Regions from separate parts of the Zea mays genome. Here region 2 is linked to region 1. Evidence: chromatin contacts called from public Hi-C data. All regions are on one chromosome and are shown on one strand. Each heading gives the region's core, a stretch centred on a gene start, on an enhancer-like site or on the middle of the called end of the contact. The rest is flanking DNA. Distances are from core to core; before and after follow the strand shown. Region 1 holds the start of LOC100193803 (alpha/beta-Hydrolases superfamily protein). Region 2 overlaps LOC100274261.

Region 1 (4,989 bases), core at 49-2,548:
TCGTATTTGCATTTCATTTCACTGTAAAGGGTGCAGTTGCAAATACAGATTAACCAGACAGAAACATGAGAAGACACATGATTCAAAAGCAGCCAAGATGCTAACTTAGAAATATAATTAGGCAAAGCGGAGCATGAGAAGAATCATATTTCTAAAGAATAAAAGGAAAAAAGTGAACTTGAATAAAACTGTCTAATCATAATAGTCCACAGCTATTCACATAGTTCTTCAGTCTACATATGGGATTTCATAGGTAAGGTTAACCCGCAACTGTCAAATCTCATTTGGGAGGGCGGGGCGGAGGAAGTGGAGGAGGGTCGTGCTCATCGCCGTCGCTGTTGGCTATCACGATCGAGAGAATGGCTTGGGGAGGGGATGGAGGTGGAGGACCCACAATACCCTTCAAATGTGGTAATTACTGTGACAAGCCCGCAACATATGATCCAATCGCTCAACCCGCGTGAGAAACTCCAGACGCCTCGCATCTCTAGCGCTTCTCCGCGATCACCAAAGGTTCATAAACCAGCGTGTGATTCAGCATCGCAACCGCGCACGAACCCATACCCAGCCGTTCGATTTCCCCCGCTGCCTGCTTCCCGTGCCCCCAAATTGAGCCACCCATGTCACCAACCCCACTCCAACAGTCTCGAAACCACGGGAACCCCCAAGGGGTGCCGCACAGCTGAGAGCAGCAAATTTCGGGCCACGCCCGACGGAACGGATCGAGGAGGCACGAGTTAGGGCTCGAATCACCTGGTTGGGCGAGACGGAGGTCGAGGAGTCCATGGCGAGCCTGCCCGCAGACGCGACAGCCTCCGCCATTCCTCTACAGCATCCGCCGGGCCGAGCCCTCGATTGGATCCAAACCCAAGCGAGCAACGCAAACACACAAGGACGGGAATTAGGTGAAAGAAAAAGGAATGAGCGCGGGTTTATGTGAGAGGAAAAATGAAGGGGGCGTCGGTGCAGAGGCGATGAGGAAGGGAGAGCATCACGCGCGGAGAGAGCGGGCGTAGTTTAGGGCTGGGGTGTTACGGGACGGAGGCAGGCGGAGGCACGGTGAAATATTGTGGACGCTCTCGTTGGATCCTTATAGAGTAGTAGAGATTTCAAATGGGTCTTATTCGCGAGAGCTAGACCATAGCCAACACAACAGTGGATTACGTTACCCCGTGGCCCACAAGTCATTCGTACGCCGCTGATCGATACATGTGGACCAGGTAATTCCCCATCGTTTAATTTGTGTTCCTAAAAAAATTGTCACGAAAAGACTAAATGCTAAAATAGGGGTCCCAACAGCCCGACTCCTTTCCTTTTCTTCCCAATCCTCCTCTCTTTCTTACGCCCTCCGGATTCGTTGCCTCGCTCGCGTCGCCCCTTCCCACCCCGGGCCTGCGTGGTTCAAGGAATTGGAGGCAACCTAATCGGCGGTCAGGAATGCTTCAAGAGTTCGTCGACAACGTCATCGCCGTCACAAAGGAGTAAGCAGCCTCTCCTCGTACCCCCGCGGCGATTTCAATATATGCATATGCGGTTTATCCAGGGAATGGGTCGTCAGAGCGCGGGGAATCAGGCAATCACCGACTTGTGATGATTTGGTGCGTTTGGTAGGAGATGGTTGTGGTGTGGTTTCAGGGTTACGTTGATTGATGAAGGGATTCGGGCCACGAGCTGTTCGTTGCTAGCTTGGGATTAAGTTGGGTTAATATGTGCTGCTGTAGATTTCGTAGGACGTTGGACTTTGCACTTATTATCTTAACACGCTTTTGCATATGCATGCCTAATTATTTTCGTATGCTCAAATTATTAAGCTGATTGCTGGAGATCTGTTAACAAAGGATTTTTGAGGATGATGGGAATGCGGGAGCCATGGCATGGTTCTCACTTCCAATGTTTCGCTTTTCCGTTCGAAGCCATGGCATTGTGCAATCGAACTATAAATACAGGCCGCTAGAGTCCAGGAAAATTGTTTTTATTTTCTGACATTACAATAGTAGATTCATTGTGCACACCAACATGCGCAAAGGTACCGTTGTTCAATCCTAGAAAGGCAGAGGCTAGCTCTAAATCATCAGCATGAATACTCCCTTTGCTATTGTAGTGCACTTACCTGTGATGGGCGACTGGTAAAATGGAGGTGCACAACCCTCACTAGTCACTAGAGCTAGCATGAGTTAGTTCAAATATGATTGAACTTGAGTATTTAGACTTTTTAACAAGCAAACAGTATAACTATTGCTTATTTAAGGTAATTCTATATTAATTTTTTATTCTATTTCTCCCTGTATATCTTTGATTATGAATTTTGAAAGGTGTGTACTATGCCAGTGCTGTATTAACTAACAAATAACAAACAATGAAGATATAGAGCTGTAACTGACAAATAACAAATAATGAAGGTATATATCTGTGTTAACTGACATATAACAAACAATGAAGATATAATGCTGTTTTTACCCCGTATGTCATCACAGGTTGAGTAGACCTGTTAGAAAAAAAAACAAGCTCTATGTTATTGTTCTTCTAATAAATCCTATTTCAAATGGTTGCAGTAACTATTATCTACTATGTATGGATTGTTAGTGATTTTGCGATTGTAGGAGTGGCCATGCTCAGAAAGATTTAGTTTGATGAGCAAAAACTTAGTTTGAAAGATTCTTGTATCCTGAGAATTTTATCTGGACAAATGTATTGTAGGAAATTGCAAATTCTATAGAATATACACAAAATTAGACTGGGATGATTTCTTATGAAGTAATGCTTTGTTTGCTTCTTCATGGAAACAAAAAATTATTTGGCAAACACTAAACAATTCGTGAACTTATTTGGCCTCTACTAATGAATTCATTTGTGGTTCTGAAACATGTTAACAATGCCAGCTATCATAAAAAATCCCATCTGATGTATAAACCACTGGGTCTGCAGTACTGGGTTCTAGTGTGAATAATTGGACCTATATACAAGATACCGGCAGGATATTGAATGATTAGTTTCTTTGATATTTATGAAAGTGGACCCCTAATTACATTGGCTTACAATATCCTTTTCAAAGATGTTAATAAACTGTCAGATGGGATTATCTTTGGCAAATTTATGGGCTTGTGGACCATAACCATAACATCTGACTTTGGCAAACCAACTACATATTTTACTTTCTGTGTACACACAATGCTTGTAAGTTGTAAACCAGAATTTTGTTGTTGTGGAATCGTGGAGGAACTTCCATTTCCATTCATTTTTGCATGTGTTCCATTGAAGCATGAGGCTTTTGAAATCCTTGGTTCTATGTATAGTTCTGTACATTGCTGATAGTTCATCTTGTTTTAGCCCTGCTGAACAGTTCTAGTTTAAAACACTAATTTGCATTTAACACGTGCTCCATGGGAGACTGAAACATTAGCTTTAGAAACTCTTGATTTTGTCTGTAAGTGTAATTGTTTTGAAGACAAGAAACATAAAAATACAAGTTAGTTGATCTTGTCTTAGACCTTATGTAGATATTGCTAGTTAACTTCTGGCACTTCTATTGGCAGATCTGTGAAGACATTTACATATGAGTCACTGAACAACATTGCAAGGTTCATAAATGGAATGTCAGCACTCCTATTGACACTATTACCTGGAAAAGGCAACATTTTAGAAGGGATAAATGGCTGGGAACTTAAGCCAGCACTCCGTGGGCCGCGTCTTCCTCGTTGGATGGAAAGGTAGTCTAATTTTCTTCACAACACTTCCATTAAGGTAGAAATTTATGGATATGATGTGTTTGTAGCATTGAGAAACATCCAATACTTAAAACCAAGCAGATAAATAGCGAGTATTTATTCCTTAAGCACAATTTCTTTACATGCATTTGAATCCACATGACCTGTTGTTGCATATTCTCTACGAGTTACTTCCTCCCATTGAGAACTATTGTTGGTTGATGCAGAGCTTTGGATAGACTCTATATCAATATTGAGACATGGTAAATGATGTGGTCCAGTTTGTTTCCAATGCATACTAAATTATTTACGTGAAATATTTTAGCCTGGTGAAATATCCCATCGCCCTGTATATTTATGTTTCCTTTTATTATTAGTATTATTATTTAGTGCTGGATAATCTAACTAGTATATGCTTTGTTTTCTTAGGTAACATAGTTTTACTCTGTTCTGACAACTTCATTCCTTCTTTTGAACATAGTGGGGTATCTTCGTTTAATGAGTTCATCCATGAACTTTCTGTTGATTCTGATGCTGATTCAATTGCTGACTCTGTCGCTGGGGACGATGATCATGAAGAGTTTGTCTGCCCTCCGTCTCCATTGTCCCAAAGTTCACGGTTATCACATGCAAGCAGCTTTGGTAGACATGATCGTCGACTCAGGAGACATATCAGATATGCAGTTTCTTGGATACTATGGCCATTGAGATTCTTTGTTTCTTTAATATTCATTTTGTTCAATGCCATTAAATTTCGGATGGTAAGATCAACTGCTAAAGGTGCTGAAACTCCTCACCTCTCAAGAACTGGTCTTGCCAAGAAATCATTTCATATAAGGGACCAGTTTCTCCAACGCACAACTGATAGGAGGCGTGGAGTTTTTGAGGTAGTAATTGAGAACTGAATTTCCTTTCATCTGTTTATCTACTTTCGGTGACAAGTTAGGATAATTTGAATCTTTCACGTATCTAACATTCGTCGACATACTTCTTTTTGCATAGGATCTGCATCTGGCAATTGAGATTTTCATCGAATCAGTCTTTGACATCGTTCACAAAGCAGCACATTATATTCTTTCTCCTTCAGAAGTGTGGCAGAACCTGTTTTGCTGGATTCAAGGAAGTGGTCATGATACTAGTTCTGTCGTTGATGTATTGACTGCTAATGTTGGCAGTGATAATCCTGTTCCAACAGAGAGGAAGACTGTGTATCGTCATTCTCTGAACACAGATTCCCGGACATGTGAAGATGTTATTACTGAGCTTGGGTGAGAAACTCTGTTCC
Region 2 (4,942 bases), core at 544-3,043, 490 kb after region 1:
AAAGCAATCAGCATCTGGTTCCAATCCCTGGCTCCTTATTGCCCAAATGAAGATCCTAACCTTGATTAATGCATCAAGAGTAAGCTGATGAAGAAATATTTTAAACTTTTTCAAGACTTCGAGCAACAACTTGTGTAAGGGGAACCGTAGCCCAGCCTTCATAAAGCTTCGAAAAACCAGTACATCATTTTTCTCAGGAAGAGGAAGAATATTCTCACACCGATTCTCACTAAAGATACATCATGGAAATATCTACCTTTCATAGCCTCAACATGACATTTCTTCACAGTTGATTTACCGAAGACCACGTGACTCAGCCTCCACGGCCAATCTTCAGCATTATCATTATCACTCTCAATATCAAAATCTTCGCTGTCACTAGAATCTTTAGACAGCCCAGCTAAAATCTCATCAGTTATTTTTTCAACATTAGTCCTCTCCATAGTTTCATAAAACACAGCCAGTGCGGGATCCTCACTACTCTTATCTTCGGCCATCTCAACTTTTGTTGAAACAAAAAGTCGAAGCTCGAAAACAGCCGCGGTTACAGTATCAGCAAGCTAAACAACAAAGCCAACACAAGCTTAATAGCATGAAAAATATTTTTATCACAACCCTTATATATATATATATATATATATATATATATATATATATATATATATATATATATATATATATGCAAAGCACTACTGCAAAGTGGCCCCCACGATTCAGAAGGTTTTGTTATTCTAGCGAAGGGAATGTGTTTTTTCGGACCTTCGGCTAAAGGTCTTCGTTCATTTTGCAGTCTGAATTTGTTACAAAGAAACAAACTAATACTGCGAGGAGCTATTGTTGGGGGTCTTCGTCTTCCGAAGATCCTCAAAAACACAGCTAACCATTTGTTATCAACATGTTACTAAGTGTTATAGGAGCTTCGTAATCAGAAAAGCTTCGGCGCAGAATAATGAAAGTGCAACAAAGTAAGCTTCATCATCACGACGCAGGAACACAACGAAAGGTGTTAAGTTGCTAGGAGCATATGACAATATTATCCTTGTGATACTTGTAATTGTATGTAATCTATGAGGGCATAAATGTAATACCTTACGAAGTTGTATGACTGACTATAAATAGATGAACAGTATTCTCATACTGTTCACGCTGGATGAGAATTGCCTTCACGCTTTTATCTTCGAGTAAGCCAAAGGTATCAATGTAATGTACATTTTATCACTTTGTTAATATATGAGATGAATTGTAATATTGTTTAATATATGATGGGAAATGACCAAATGACTTAATATTACATCTATAATTAAGTCTTTATATATGTGAATGATAAAAACTTGTTCTTCAATACCTTTGTCCGAGGCTCACTATACCCGAAAGGTGATAATGCTTAACAGGACAAAGGTCCTTATACTAAACAATTGTGTTGCGTTGTTTTTTATTCACAGCAATAAAAAAATAAGTGACCAACACCCTTCACAACCAAGAAAACCGTTTTGGAATTGAGACACCACGAACTAATATTTATGTCCACAAACATTCTGGTAGTAATAGAGATTGAACAGTTCAGACTTAAAAGCATTATCGTTCGTAGAAATGTGCGTACGCTTTAGCCGCTTATAGAGTGGCTGTGTCTCAACTATGTAATAATTCGTAAAAAGAAGTGACTAGACAGAGCCATGCATCAGAGTTCAGATGGCATGGCAAAGAGGGCAGAGTGGTCTTGCTTCACAATTGCTTGGAGCTTCACGTCAACTCACATGCTCCCAGATATGTAGGCTGCGAGCCTCTCAACAGGCCTTGGGCTGTCCACTTTCACTTCTCCACGGCACCTTATCTTAATCCGTGCCAGGTGCTCAACCGCGATCCATGCAAAGCTAAGCCTTGCTGGCATGTCCTCACAGTCAGACTTGAACATTTCCCTTGACTTCTGGACCCATTCAGGATGGTAGGTTACCTGGTACCAAGCGGAGGCCTTCATCTCGTAAAACCGACTTTTCTCATCATCAGAGATCTCTGTTTGATCTGTCACAATGCTTTCGAAAATGCTCCTAAACTCCTTGTGAAGAGCATAGTATGCATTCTTCAACCTCTCCTTTATGTCCCCCTGCCTTCTGCTGCTGTACTTGGGAAGCGACCATATATGCTCTGTCACAAGCTCTGCTTCAGTGCGCACGCCATATTGGTTGAGCAGTGCGTTCAGTTGTGTTTCATATGAGCACTTGCACTGCCAAGCACTCGAGAGAAAATCAGCTGCACCAGCAACTTCCATATCTGCATCATAAGGCAGATTGTTAGATGTGCAAGTTTCTTCTGGAACCAAATCATCGCTGGAGGCTTCTTGGATTGACCGATAAAGCCTTCCAAGGATCTTCTCTGATCTATAGGAGATAGCATCCTCCTTTCCCATGAAGTCAGGATATAATTTTGGTCGAAGGGATGCTGGCATTGACACAATTTTGCCTGTCTTGGGGAAGTCCACAGCAGTTGCTGCTAGTTCTGCCAACTGAATACACTTCTCATCCATTGCTCCATACTCGCTCATATCAGCGTGAACAACATGAGCATTGCTTATTGGACCCAGTTTCTCATTTACCATGTTCTTCAAGAAGAAACCAACAATATCCTGTGAACAGTAAGATCTTATTAATAAAAGTGTATTGAAAAAAAAGTAATATTTATCACAAACCAAAGACAAAGCAATTTGAAGAAACCCTGTGAAATGATCATCATTTTTGTATATTAGCAATACAATCAGATCAATTGGATAAAAAGTGCAAATGTTTAGTCTCAAAAGCCCTGAAAAGTATTTATGCGTTATATGTACTAATGTTCATGAGTTCTTGACTTTAATTGCAACCTATGTACCTTAGGTATTAGTTGGAGTATTTTGTTTCTTTTTTAGAAAAATACCATGGATTTGTAAAATACATTAGTTTTGACAAACTATAAGGTGTTTGGATGCAACGAGCTTTGTAGTCTTGAAAAACATGGTAATACTAAAAATAGTCCTTTCTGATTTCTCAAAACACCATTCCAGACCTCTTTTTTTATAAACCGTTGTTTTGCACATCTCTTGTTGTAAAACAGAAGTTTCTTGATAATACAGTTTCTCAAAACCACAAGCATCCAAACAGGTCCTTATCTGTTAGCAACACGGGTTACACAAAGAAAACTCGACCTGCGGGAATAAGATCACCCCCATGGCATTATATTAAGAAGATCTTACGCAGGTCGAGAAAACACTAGAACCCCTATCCCACCCATACACAGCAGCACCAAAGCCCATGTGAGAATGTCTGTGACCGGGACCGAGTCTTAGACCTATGCTTTGGTGTGGGATAGACGAGGAGAGTTTTAACCACAGCTTGAAATTTGCTCCTACGAGGAGTCGAACCCAGAACCTAAGAAGGCTACTTAGACTACCTAGCAAACTCGGCTAGAGGCCCTTTTGCACATGGATTACACAGAATGAAGCAAAAGTGATATTGATCCACAATTACAAGACCAGTTTTGATAGGTAAAATCTATGACAGTACTCTACTACTCTATAGCTATAGTTCTCCAAGAACTAAATCAAAACTATATTTAATCCAGCTGTACACATTAGACTTCGCAGCTTACTACCTTCAGAATGATCAAGCTTTAAAAAAATCGGCCGGGAAGGGAATAATGATCAAGCCTTTAGCCTATAATATACCAAATACACACAACACTAGGGATACAGAGTTTTAATTTCTAGGTCACCAAAGTTAATTTAACGGGGGCAAACCTAGTGTCGAAGGCCTCTGTTTTCAAGTCGTTCGACTAATCGTGATTAGTCGCGATTAGTCGAATAGGTCAATTATTAAGGGGCGATTAGGAGTAACGACCCGATTAGGTGTGCTAATCGTTCAGTCGTCCGATTAATCAGCAATTAATCTCGATTAATCGTCCATTTTGGACTAGAAACCAACCATGCATGTTAGGTCTTTTTGACATTAGTCGCGATTAGTCGACTAGGTCAGTTATTAAGGGGCGATTAGGAGTATCGACCCGATTAGGTGTGCTAATCGTTCAGTCGTCCGATTAATCTCGATTAATCATCCATTTTGGACTAGAAACCAACCATGCATGTTAGGTTTTTTTTGACCTCCTGTTTTTTGACCTAGCTACAATTCCATATGAACAGCTGCCGCCAGCAAAGAAGACAGTTGCTCAAACCGCCATGAGTTCATTTGTTGTTTCTGCTCCTCCAAAGCCAACTACCCAAAAGGCAAGCAAGTCAGTGAATACCAAGCTTCGCAAGTCTCCAGAAGTAGTTGTAGAGAGGCATAAAAACAAAACCTCTTAGTCTACACTAGAGCACTGCACAAAGAAAGGAAAAGGAAGCCAAACAAATTGTTGACGACCATGTTGATGATTTTCTTTGAGAACAAGATTCCAATGCACGTCAACTCAAGGAGTTGGGAGGTTATGTTGGATTCCAATGGGCAGTATCAGTATGGTCCTAGATACCGCGGCCTATCATACCATGACGCTAGGGTACTTTGTCTTGAGAGAGATATCAAGAGGACATCAACATTGAGGTAGAAGCATGAAGAAGCTTGGAAAAAACATGTATGCACACTTATGTTAGATGGGTGGACCGATACTAGACAACGTCATTTGATCAATTTTCTTTTTAATAGTCCAATAGGGACCTACTTTCTAGGTTCTGTTGATGCATCAAGTGAGGTAGCAAAGGCCAATATGTTGGCTGATTTGTTGTAGAAGCAAATTGACAAGATTGGGATACCCACTTTGTCCTAACAATTTGGATACCCTAACAGGACCATATGCTCACCACCCTCGTCTACTCTGGCTCCACGCCATGCTTCATGGCGGCTCAGGTGGCACGCCGGCTCCACCTGACTCCCACGACCAAGGATGGCACAACGGTGGAGGTGCCAACGGCAAGCATCTGTCT

Evidence for each region. Hi-C and Micro-C count contacts between places; a contact is called where the count stands out from the background.
Region 2: a contact with region 1 is called in a Hi-C map of leaf, with 5 times the contacts expected there. The contact joins the enhancer-like site here to the promoter of LOC100193803 in region 1. A contact is called at or near these places in 7 of 25 Hi-C or Micro-C datasets (ear, endosperm, leaf and 2 more).

What each region holds. Positions count from the first base shown.
Region 1 is chr3:89,268,911-89,273,899 of Zm-B73-REFERENCE-NAM-5.0, forward strand. LOC100193803 (alpha/beta-Hydrolases superfamily protein) reads left to right here and starts at 1,299. Exons shown (of 9, transcript NM_001310458.1): 1 at 1,299-1,481; 2 at 3,534-3,707; 3 at 4,186-4,591; 4 at 4,707-4,972. The coding sequence starts at 1,438. It overlaps LOC103650372 (DNA polymerase V family), which reads right to left and starts at 1,106. Exons shown (of 3, transcript XM_008675956.4): 1 at 754-1,106. The coding sequence starts at 822.
Region 2 is chr3:89,761,033-89,765,974 of Zm-B73-REFERENCE-NAM-5.0, forward strand. It overlaps LOC100274261, which reads right to left. Exons shown (of 2, transcript NM_001148625.2): 2 at 1,472-2,620. The coding sequence ends at 1,751. Among protein-coding and RNA genes, the nearest start is that of LOC100274261, 33 kb to the right of the region's middle. Within about 2 kb of position 1,794, at least 3 of the 20 cell types and tissues checked have an H3K27ac peak or open chromatin away from gene starts, as enhancers often do.